2 separate regions of the Mus musculus genome follow, and region 2 is linked to region 1. Evidence: chromatin contacts called from public HiChIP or PLAC-seq data. All regions are on one chromosome and are shown on one strand. The core of a region is the stretch at or near the end of the contact, and the rest is flanking DNA. Distances in the headings are between cores, read along the strand shown.

Region 1 (5,373 bases), core at 1,642-4,141:
TCTCAGCAATCAGAAGCCTGCAGGTAGAGGGTCGAGAGTTTAAGGCCTGCCTGAAATAAAAAGGAACAAACACAAAAGATTTCATGCTCTAAGAACACACAAGGTTTCTGTCCTCTCCCCCTTTCCTGTCCCAGTCCTCTACCAGTGTGTGCTGGGTCACCATTGCTGTGATGAAACACCATGACCAAAAGCAAGCTGGGAAGGAAAGGGTTTATTGTATTTGGCTTACACTTCCACATGGTCTGTCATCAAAGGAAATCAGGACAGGGACTTAGACAGGAGGCAGGAGCTGATGCAGAGGCCATGGAGGGGTGCTGCTTACTAGCTTGCTCCTCATGGCTTGCTCAGCCTTCTCTCTTATAAAGCTCAGGACCACCAGCCCAGGGATGGCACCAGCCACAATGGGCTGGGCCCTCCCAAGTCAGTCACTAAATAAGAAAAATACCTTACAGCTGGATCTTTTTTGTTTGTTTGTTTTTGTTTTTTTCAAGACAGGGTTTCTCTGTATAGCCCTGGCTGTCCTGGAACTCACTTTGTAGACCAGGCTGGCCTCAAACTCAGAAATCTGCCTGCCTCTGCCTCCCAAGTGCTGGGATTAAAGGTGTGAGCCACCATGCCCGGCTCTACAGCTGGATCTTATGGAAGCATTTTCTCAACTGAGATTCCCTCCTTTCAGGTGACTCTGGCTTATATCAAGTTGACGTAAAATTAGCCATAACAGCCGAGCATGGTGGCAGGCAGATTTCTGAGTTCGAGGCCAGCCTGGTCTACAAAGTGAGTTCCAGGACAGCCAGGGCTATACAGAGAAACCCTGCCTCAAAAAACCAAAATAAATAAATAAATAAATAAGCCATAACAGACACACACACACACACACACACACACACACACACACACACACACACACACACAGAGAGAGAGAGACAGAGAGACAGAGAAAGAGACACAGAGACAGACAGAGAGAGAGAGAAAGAGAGAGAATCCTTTTAAAATACAGAAAACTTACTGGGCATGATGGCTCACATCTTTAATCCCAGCAAAGGGAGGCAAAGGGAAGCAGATCTCTGGGAGTTCAAGGCCAGCTTGGTCTACAGAGTGAGTTCTAGGACAGCCAGGGCTACAGAGAGAGGAAAATATCTTTAAAATAAGTAAGTAAATTTTAAAACCATATTTATTCTTAGCTTGTAGGCTGTATAAAAAGGAGAGGGGAGATCAAACCGGTTTGACTCACGGGCCATAGTTGCCAAATCCTGGCTTACAGACGGAAAGAATTCAGACATTTCCAGCTCTGTATTGGCAGAGAACTAGGAAGAATGTGTGGAAGCGCTTCCAGAGTGTTATGGTAGAAACAGAACCCTCCCTGGGCAATAAATACTCCTAGCTAAATGGTTGCAGCCAGCAAGGCACTGGGTACTGTGGGCTGTTGCTTGACAGACTGGGCCTCAGTTAGTGACTCTGGGATGTCAGGGCATCCTAGCACGGAGTAGACAAGAGTGGACAGAGAAAGTGGGTGATTTCAAGGCCATCTTGGTCTGCATAGCAAGTCCCAAACCAGCCAGAGATACCCTGGACCTGCACAAGACCTCTGTCCCACACCCCTGAACATGCCCTTGGTTAGGGCATGAGAACCACACAGGTCGGAAGCTCCAGCCTTCTAGTAAGTTCTGCCCCAGTACTGCCCTTTATAGTCATGTTGACCACAGGGACAGGGTACCATTACTGCGATTTTATGGGGCCAGTTGGCCCACAGAGCATTGGAGACTAAGATATGACAGCTAACCATCAAAGTCAGTGGCTGAGCCCGATTAGGGCAGCTGACTGTACAGAGAACCCTGGGATAAAGGGTTCCTGGCTAGTTAGAAGGCCCCTTGGAATCAAATCAAAACAAAAAAACCAACCTCTAGAAACTGCTTCTAAGTGACAGAAGGAGCTAGAACCCTAGGTCTGGTAGCCAGAGCCTGCCCCAAGTCCTTACCATGGACTTTACTCTCAGCCTCTCGTGCTGTTCTTAAAACCAAGTCAAGACTGGGAGCCTCTTATGCCTAAGGAGTCACAAGAGCCACTGCTGCGACACCGGAAAGCCCCCTCCATGCCTTCTGCCCTTGTTTACTGAAGGAGTTGGGGGTGGGGGAAGGGAAAATGCAGGCAGTTCAGGAATCAGAAGAAGCTGCCTGCCGAGGGATAGCCACTGGCTTTACTGGATTCATAATGTGTTGAGCCTGAGGCTAAGACTGAGCCCTTCGTTCAGAAAGGTGTAAATGAACAAGAATGCTTAGTAATTGGCCCAGCTGCTTGTACTGTCTGCCTCCCGAAGGGATATTACCCGGATGATTGCCGTGGGGAAGGAGAACTCCCCTCCTAGCAAAGGCATTGAATTCAGGACAGTGGCGCCCTTTTTGGGGCTGTTAGGGTGTAGAGCCCCACTCATGAGTGTCTTGTCCCCGCCCCCTGACTCACCAAGGGCCTACAGAGGGCAGGTGTGATCAGAGAATCCCTGGGGTTAGTGTGTCAGTCCCAGCAACCGGGCTGACTCAACGGTAGCCTAAGGACTGTCCACAGTGAGGAAACTAGGGGACGAAGGTGACAGCGCCGAATGGCAGGTGAACGCTGGTGCACACTTCTCAGCAAGCACTTGTAGGTCCAAAACACTGGGTGTGTGTATGTTCTGCGCCAGCGGGGAGGGGGGCGTCGGCTGGGCGGTTTTGAAAGTCAGGAAGCCTGATTTAGGCTCACTCCTGTGAGGTGCTCTGAATTAATCACAGTCCCATCTGATTAGCTGAAAGGCCGAGGGAGGGCGTTCGCATCGCCTAGTAAGTCCAGCGGTGCGCTGCGCTAGGGACGAAGCTGCTTCGCGTTCTGAGGCGCGTGGCTCCGCGCGGCCGCCGTAGGTCGGGCGGAGTACGGTGGCCGCAGAGCGGCGGCTGCGACGGGTTCGGCCGGCCGGCGCGGGGCCGCCATGGGCAACCTGTTCGGCCGCAAGAAGCAGAGCCGAGTCACCGAACAGGACAGGGCCATCCTGGTGAGGGGCCTACGGCGGGCAGGGGGCCGGGCCCCGTGGGGGAAACTGAGGCGGGAAGCGGAGCGGGCCGCGCTTCCGGTGCCATGGCGCGCCCAGCTGCAGACTCCTGGACCAGCCCCGGCTCGGCCCGGAAAGACCGGGATTGTGTCTCGGGGCTGAGCGCCGATCCGTGAGAGAAGGTGCCAGGAAGGAAGCCTGTGGCCTTGGCCTTGGAATCCCAAGCCATAAGTTATTGAAAGTTCCTAGAAAAAGCCCCCAGATAAAGATCCCGTGGGCGTGGCTTTCACTAAAAGTCTCAGCGTGATTCTTACTGGGAAAGGGTGCTCGTCCCCCATCTCTGCAGCCTCTGTGTGAGCTGGAAGCCCCCGAGACACTCGTGTCTCAGGACACCGCCCTCCATCTCTAAGTAAAACTGTCACAGAGGTGGGTCCTGCGGACAGGACACACCTTGTCTGCTCCTCTGTGGAATTCGGAGGCTCAGGACACCACTGTCAAGCACACATCTGAACAGTCCCAGAGCGCCAGGCACCAGGAAGGAAAGTGCCTAGCTCCAGGTGCTGCTGCTGCCACTGCCTGACCTGCTCAGATTGCTTGGTCTCCAGAGGCACAGTCTGGCCATCCTGCAGCTCCATTTGGTGCCCCTGTCTCCCCAGGCAAGATGCCTGATGCTTTGTAAACAGCTGGCAGAAATAACCACCCGAGAAGAGCATGGGTAGCCTAACTCAAGGTCTCCAAACCTAAAGGGTGGAAATAGTGAGCACTCTCTGTCATGCAGTTGATGCCCACCGTGGGGCAGACCCTGTAGAGGACACTGGGTGAAGGTGGGAGACCCAGAACCACACCCAGGCCCATGCTCAAACACACACACACACACAAAACACGCTAGCAGAGCTCCCCAGCTAGCCTGTTCTCCTAGGTAACCTACAGTCTATGGTGAATGGTTTCTCACTAACTAAACCTTAAAGGTGCCCATGGCCTTCACTTGAAATAGTCTGCCTCAGGGTTTCATTCTGTGTGTGACATGTGCCCAGGGCCTGTACCTGTTCATCATGGCTCCGCCTGAAGGGTCGGCATTTGGACACAGAACAGAAATGGGCTGAACAGGAGGACTGAGCGCACTTGGCTAGTGGCTGGGGAGGGGGAGGCAGAAGATGTCAACTTCAGACCCTTTGTTACATTTGAGCCTCCCAGGGCCTGGTGGCCACAGCAGTGACCCACAGAGTTCAGGCTGATCACAGCCTCATCCTCCTGTGACTGAAGAGGATGAAAGTCTCCTCCTCGGCACAGTGGGCCTTGGCTTGGGGCAGGCCAGTTGCAACTGCATTGTAAGGCTGGGGATGTTTCTGGATGTTGCTCCATATCTTTGGGTGGCAGAGGCCACTGCTGGGCAGGGTTACCTGGCCCTTCCTGACCATGCTGGTGAGCGCCTGGCAGAAGGACCCGCTGACCAGCCTGCACTCTTGCTCTCTCCCCAGCAACTGAAGCAGCAGAGGGACAAACTGAGGCAGTACCAGAAGAGGGTCACGCAGCAGCTGGAGAGGGAGCGGGCCCTGGCCAGGCAGCTGCTGCGGGATGGCAGGAAAGAGTAAGGGGCACTTCCTTCCCCGGGCTAGCATGGTGTGTGTGTGTGTGGGGGGGGTGCTTCCCTGGGGCTGAGCCAGGGCCAACTCTGACACCGTGGCTTTCCCCTGCAGACGAGCCAAGCTGCTGCTCAAGAAGAAGAGGTACCGGGAGCAACTGCTCGATAGGACAGAAAACCAGATCAGCAGCCTGGAAGCCATGGTAGGCAGTGGCCAGGAGCCTTTGCTGGGAACCCGAGTGCTTGGGGGATGGGCCTCCCCAGGGTGGGAGGTGGGGAACAGGTCAGGCTGGTGACTCCCAGAGCTGGGGTAAGAGCTTCCTGGTTTGTCCCTGCTGGCTGGAGCCACTGAAAGGCAGTCAGCACCCTTGGAATGTCCTCCAGGACATTCTCAGTAGATCTCAGCCGCCACAGCAGAGACCAGGAAGGGTAGGACCAATGACAGAAGCCCGTCACTCGGCTGGTCCAGAGCCAAACAGGGCTTCTGACCCCTGGCTGCTGCTTTCAGGTTCAGAGCATCGAGTTCACGCAGATCGAGATGAAGGTGATGGAGGGGCTACAGGTGGGGAACGAATGTCTGAATAAGATGCACCAGGTAGGTCTTCGTGGGGCCTGGTGGGCGGGTGGGTGCAGCTGCAGGGCCCAGGAAATGGGAGCGAGTTTGCGCCAGATCAGGGCCGAGTCTAGCTGGATCTGGATCGGGGGATGTTCCAGTACCTGGCTGTGACCAGTGGGATGGGAGGAAGGTGTGGCACAGCGTGACCTTTGAGCAGGG
Region 2 (5,373 bases), core at 1,460-3,959, 63 kb after region 1:
GGGGCTGAGGATGCTGGGAGAACCTAGAGACCAGGTCCACTTTGGTATATATATTAAATATGTACCTCAGCTGCTTGTCTGGGTCTGGAACCCAACCGCATTTGCAACTTTCCCATAGACTAGAGAGGGTGGGGTGGGAAGAGTGTATGCCCTGTCTTCCCTCAGACACAAAAAAGAAGCAACAAAGCCATGGCATCCCACTTTTGATCTCCAGGCAACCTCCCACCATGTTGACCCAACAGTTTCTGGCAGCCCCTGGGAGTGGCTGTAGAACCAGCCTGCCCAGGATTCACCCACAGTTGTAGCCAATGGCATGGTTGAGTCCCCACTGCCAGCACTCTGTGTCCCAGGAGACTTCCTGGTGCTTGCCAAGTTCAAGTGGAAGGCGAGGTCTGCACTGAGGCTGGGTTTAAAACTGGGAGAAGCAGCAAGGCGGGTCCCACTGCTGCTGCTGGAGGCCTCTGCCTTGGAGGCCACAGGCGTCCCCAGAACCCATGCCCTGCCCCTTCTCCATGGCTGCACTTCCCTCGTATGCCCCCTGTTTTCATGTTCCCAGCCTCCATGGCTTTTTTTGAACATCCACACAGGCCCTCTCATGTGTCATTGGGATGGTTGTGAGTACATGGATTTAGATGGAGACCCCTGAGATCTGTCTCTGCGTGGCTGCTCCCTCAGCTCTCTTCTTCCCAGAGCTTTTTAAAACAGTAACAGTTATGTGCATTCACCATGTCATTACTGGGTCACTTGCCACGTGGGACTATCTTTTTTTTTTTTTTTTTTTTTTTGGTTTTTTTGAGACAGGGTTTCTCTGTGTAGCCCTGGCTGTCCTGGCGCTCACTTTGTAGACCAGGCTGGCCTCGAACTCAGAAATCCGCCTGCCTCTGCCTCCCAAGTGCTGGGATTAAAGGCGTGCGCCACCGCGCCCAGCTTCACGTGGGACTATCTTGGAGGTTTGGAACACTGGCTGCTCTTCCAAGGGACCTTGTTTGGTTCTCAGCACCCACAACCACTCACAACCATCCACGACTCCAGCTCTAGTAGATTCAACAGCCAGTTCTGGCCTCCACTGCACCAGCACACATGTGATGCACAGATATAGATACATTCAGCCAACACACATACACAGAATGTTAAAAAGAGTGTACACCAGGAAGGCTGGTCGTGTTCAGGTTGTGCTTAAGGCTGTCACGAACCCACAAACAGTTGTGCTGCACAAGTTATAGTCATCTGAGAGGAGAGTACTTGATTGAGAAATGTTCTGGGGAGCAGTTTGTTTAGATTAGGGATTGATAAGGGAGGGCCTAACCCGTTGTGGGTGGTGATGGTCAAGGTTCTATAAGAAATCAGACTGGCCAAGCTATGAAGAGCAAGTCAAAAAGTAACACTCCTCCACGGCCTCTGCATCAAGTCCTGCCTCCAGGTTCCTGCTTGCTTTAGTTTCTGTCCTGACTTGATAATGAACTCAGGGTTAGACTTCCTTCGATGATGTAGAAGTGTAAGCCAGAGTAACCCAGAACTGCATTTGGGCATGATGCCTCATCACAGCAATAGTGACACTACAGAGGACAGAAGTTGGTACCAGGAGTTGGGGCTTAGAGTAACAGAAAGTATAGAATGAACTATATATACGTGTGTGTGTGTGTGTGTGTGTGTGTGTGTGTGTGTGTGTGTGTGTGTGTATGTATGTATGTGTATATATATATAGGAGGTCCTGAATCCAACAGTTGATCAGTCTACAAAGCTGGATATACTGGATATATCAGCTCTCAGATATACATATCTGAGAGATGGTCTGCAGTATGCACCAGAATAACCGAAGATGTCAGTGAAGGAAATGACTTGCCATCGAGAGAAAGCAGGCAAACAGCCTAGGTACATGGTCTCTCCACCCATGGAGTATTGTGTGTGGAAAGGGAGTCTGCTGGGTGTGGTAGTGCACACCTGTGGTCCCAGTACTCAGGAGGCAGAAGCAGGAGGCTCAGGAGTTCAAGGCTCTCTAAAGCTATGTAATGAGTTTGACCCTTAGGCTAGCCTGAAATACTCGAGATCCTATCTCAGAAAAACAAACAAAACAAAAACAAAAAGGAGGGGGGGGGGGGCTCTAGCCTCTGCTGCAGCACAGATGGACATCGTAAATGTACCTCAGTCCCTGTGCTTCCCCCCAAGAAGGGTTACATTTCCACGTGGACCGAATTGCACACTAACCCTCCAAATGTGAAGCCAAGTTACTAATAGCACCAGAAATCTTTAAAACTGAGACGTTAGGGTGAAATGCAGTGTGACTCACTGGTGGCTGACCTTTCAGCGACTTGACTCACTGTAAGTTGGTAGAAGTTGAGGAGGGCGTGGTCTCCTGGTATGTTTCTCTGTGTTTTTATACTTTTGTCCCAAATGTCACATATTGTCTCTGGGACCCACGTGTACTTTGTGGGGGAGGGTCTCTTCCTATTAGTTCCCAAATATTCTGGGGCCTGGAACTCTCCTGGTCCCAGCCCCATCCTCACCCTCCTGAGTTAAGGCTTTTTTCACTCTGATGGGCTAAGGCTGACTCACTGCCTTGGTGTGCCTAGGGCTTCTGCCCCTCCCTCCAGGATCTCTCATGTCAGCTCCCTGGGATGGGCCACCTACTGCCAGTCACCCCTGTTGATACTCCACTCCCTGGAGAGGCTCATCAGGTGGCAGCTGTCTGCAAAGATTTACCCTCCCTCATTCACTGTTTGCTCTGGCACACTGGGCCTTCTTTCCCAATCTGATCCGGTTTTTCAAGTTTAGGGTCCACCTGGGCTGTGGCCTAAGAGCTCTAGGTCCCCAGGGTATGGGTGGATTTGGCCCTGGCAGAGGCTGGTTAAAAGCCTCTTCCTGGGGCTAGAGAGACAGCTCAGTGGTTAAGAGTGCATGCTGTTGTTACAGAAGACCCAAGTTTGGTTGGGTGGCACCCATGTCAGCAGCAAACAGCTGCCTATAACTCTCCTTAAGGGGATCTGACGACCTCTTCTGGCCTCCAAGAGTACCTACACTCATGTGCACAAACACCATAAATAAAAATAAAAACCGTAAGGTGGTGATGGCACACACCTTTAATCCCTGAACTTGGGAAGCCTAGGCAGGCGGATCTCCAAGTTCGAAGCCAGCCTCTATAAAGCGAGCTCCAGGACAGGCTGGGCTTTTACACAAAGAAACACTGTCTCAAAAAAAACAAAAATAAATAAGTTAATTAATTAATATCTTTTTTTAAATAAAATGAAGTAAGGCTTTTCTGTCAGCACAGTACACCTGGGAGGATCTTCCAAGAGAAGGAGAAGGTGGGAGGCCATGGAGCCCGCCACGAGGGCCCAACCTCTCCTCGGCACCTGCTGGCCAGTGAACAAGTCAGTGCCCCTGGCCAGAGGTCCCCTCATCTGCAGAGGGGGTGCTCAGGGTGGGTAGGTGTACCAGTCTTCTCCTGCATGCTGTGGCCATGGCCCCCCAGGGGTTTAGTACTTGCGGCTGTGCACGCCCAAGCTCCGCTGCACATGTCTTCCTGCAGCTGCTTGTAAAATGCAGTTTAAAACTTCATCATGTGGGCTGATCCTGCGCAGCACCAGCTTGCAGCCAGCCCAGAACTCCACGTGCGTGCACTCACACACAGACACATACACACCCTGTTCTGTGCCTTTGTCTCAGTGTGCTCCCCTCCCCCCATCTCCCCGTATATACCCATAAGGTCTGGGGACAGGCTACGCAGCGGGGGCTCTGAGTTGAGCCACACACTGTGCTCTGTGTCTGAGGGTTGACACAGCCCATGTGGAATGGTAACTGTTGTCCTGTGGGGTCTGACACCCATCACCTGAACAAAAATCTGTGAGAAACTTGGTACACCCTTGGGCATCACTGCCTGATTATACCAGTTTCTACTCTTCTTGAGTTGGCATGTGCTGCTTTTGTGGGTAGGGGAATGTTTTCTGTTCAGTCTTGACATTGACTTATAATTCTGGGCCTAAAGAATGTGGTCAGAGAGCACCAACCTATAGAGAGACTTCTAGCTAAGTGCATAGTTTGTCTGGTCGCTGCTGCCCCATCCCTCCTCTTGTAGACCCTGTAGCCTTCTGAGAGTTGGTTGTATGGCATTGTCCTCAGAAAGGAAGAGTGGATGTACTACAAAGCTGAGAGAGTAGTGCAGTGCTGCCAAGGACTCCAGTGGGTTCCCCTGCCCAGGCCAGAGTTTGAGCCCACTGTGGTCACCTGCTTTCCACTTGGGTAAAATTATAGTCCGTTCCCAGGTGTCTATGGGGCATTGAGAGCCAGAAGGTGGATCCAAGACCCTCTGAGTCATGGGAGTGTGGTCAAACAAAGCCCAGCGAGCTTCCTTGGGTACCTCCTTGTCACGGAGCAGCGGGTTTCCATCCTATAGGATTTACAGATGCAGAAAGCCAAGAGAGTTTCCCCAGGTACATTCATCCTTGTCATAAGGGCTGTGGGTTTCCATCCTACAGGACTTACAGTTGCAGAAAAGCACAGAGGATCCTGGGATCTGCCACTCACTCACATGGCTGTCCTGACTTGCGTGCTAGTGGCTTCTGGCCTGAGTGTAGAAAACTCTCATCTGTGACTTTGGGTTTCCTTTGAGCCCTGTTCTGAGCATGAGCGACACTGTCCTAATAGCTTGCTGAAAGTCAGCATGGCTGTGCGTGTGTGTCAGTGGTAACCAAGGCCTTTGCTCATGGGGACTGTGCCTGTGCCTGTGCCTGTGGCCTTCCTCTTTACACTGGCCTCACCCTCTTGTCTCTGCCTCTCAACCAGCAATAAGAGACCAGGCTCCTTCACATTAATTGCTGCCTCAGTCCCTTCAAGCACATTAGAGTCCAGATCTAGAGTGTGCTACAAATGGGACTTCCATCCTTTTCAGAGGGACCTGGCAAACCTTAGAGGCTACTTGCCCTGTCTCTCTGTGTGTAGGTTGTCACTGACTTTGTGATCACAGCTTCCTGTTGGCCATATGACAGCCCTGTCATCTCTAGGAGTTCAGTCTCTGGGGGGACTATTGTACCCCTGTGTTATAGGAGTGTGGTGTTAGGCCTGTGGTCATAGATTCTTGGGACAGGGTGGTAGGCAGATAGCTGTGCTGAGGTTTTTAGCCCTGGCAGCCACAGGTACATGTATCCAGGTAAATTAGATGGTCTATACAAAGTTCCAGGCAGCTGTTGAGTTTGCCCTTTGCCCACAGAGGATGAACTGCAGGGAGGTGGTGGGCAAGCAGAGTGGGGCTGGTAGGGTAAGTCTGACCATGGGCCACTGACCACCCTGCTGACTTAGAGAGTTCTTTTCTGCTGACTGGGGCCAGTTGGCTGGCATAGCCTTGCAAGCCGTGTTCGCCGCTGTAGGCAACCTGTACTG

Evidence for each region. HiChIP or PLAC-seq counts read pairs in DNA pulled down with a chosen protein or histone mark.
Region 2: a contact with region 1 is called in an H3K4me3 HiChIP or PLAC-seq map of bone marrow-derived macrophages, with 5 times the contacts expected there. The contact joins the enhancer-like site here to the promoter of Chmp6 in region 1. A contact is called at or near these places in 3 of 39 promoter capture datasets (the SN4741 cell line, embryonic stem cells and macrophages), 3 of 15 datasets of contacts at CTCF or cohesin (CD8 T cells, the NIH/3T3 cell line and large pre-B cells), 57 of 484 Hi-C or Micro-C datasets (the 63-12 cell line, the AML12 cell line, B cells and 43 more), 39 of 115 datasets of contacts at active chromatin or transcription factors (the 230-238 cell line, CD8 T cells, the HPC-7 cell line and 29 more) and 4 of 9 other capture datasets (adipose tissue, liver, macrophages and 1 more).

The regions. Positions count from the first base shown.
Region 1 is chr11:119,910,919-119,916,291 of GRCm38.p6, forward strand. Chmp6 (charged multivesicular body protein 6) reads left to right here and starts at 2,892. Exons shown (of 8, transcript NM_001085498.2): 1 at 2,892-3,019; 2 at 4,495-4,604; 3 at 4,714-4,801; 4 at 5,107-5,193. The coding sequence starts at 2,957. It overlaps Gm39485 (a long non-coding RNA gene), which reads right to left and starts at 2,894. Exons shown (of 3, transcript XR_003949830.1): 1 at 2,458-2,894; 2 at 1-50.
Region 2 is chr11:119,973,647-119,979,019 of GRCm38.p6, forward strand. The region is part of intron 3 of Baiap2 (brain-specific angiogenesis inhibitor 1-associated protein 2); the gene reads left to right. Among named protein-coding and RNA genes, the nearest start is that of Gm11767, 33 kb to the left of the region's middle. Within about 2 kb of position 2,710, at least 111 of the 459 cell types and tissues checked have an H3K27ac peak or open chromatin away from gene starts, as enhancers often do. A contact at or near this core is called in the 63-12 cell line, B-cell progenitors, the BV-2 cell line and 20 more, where this site is marked.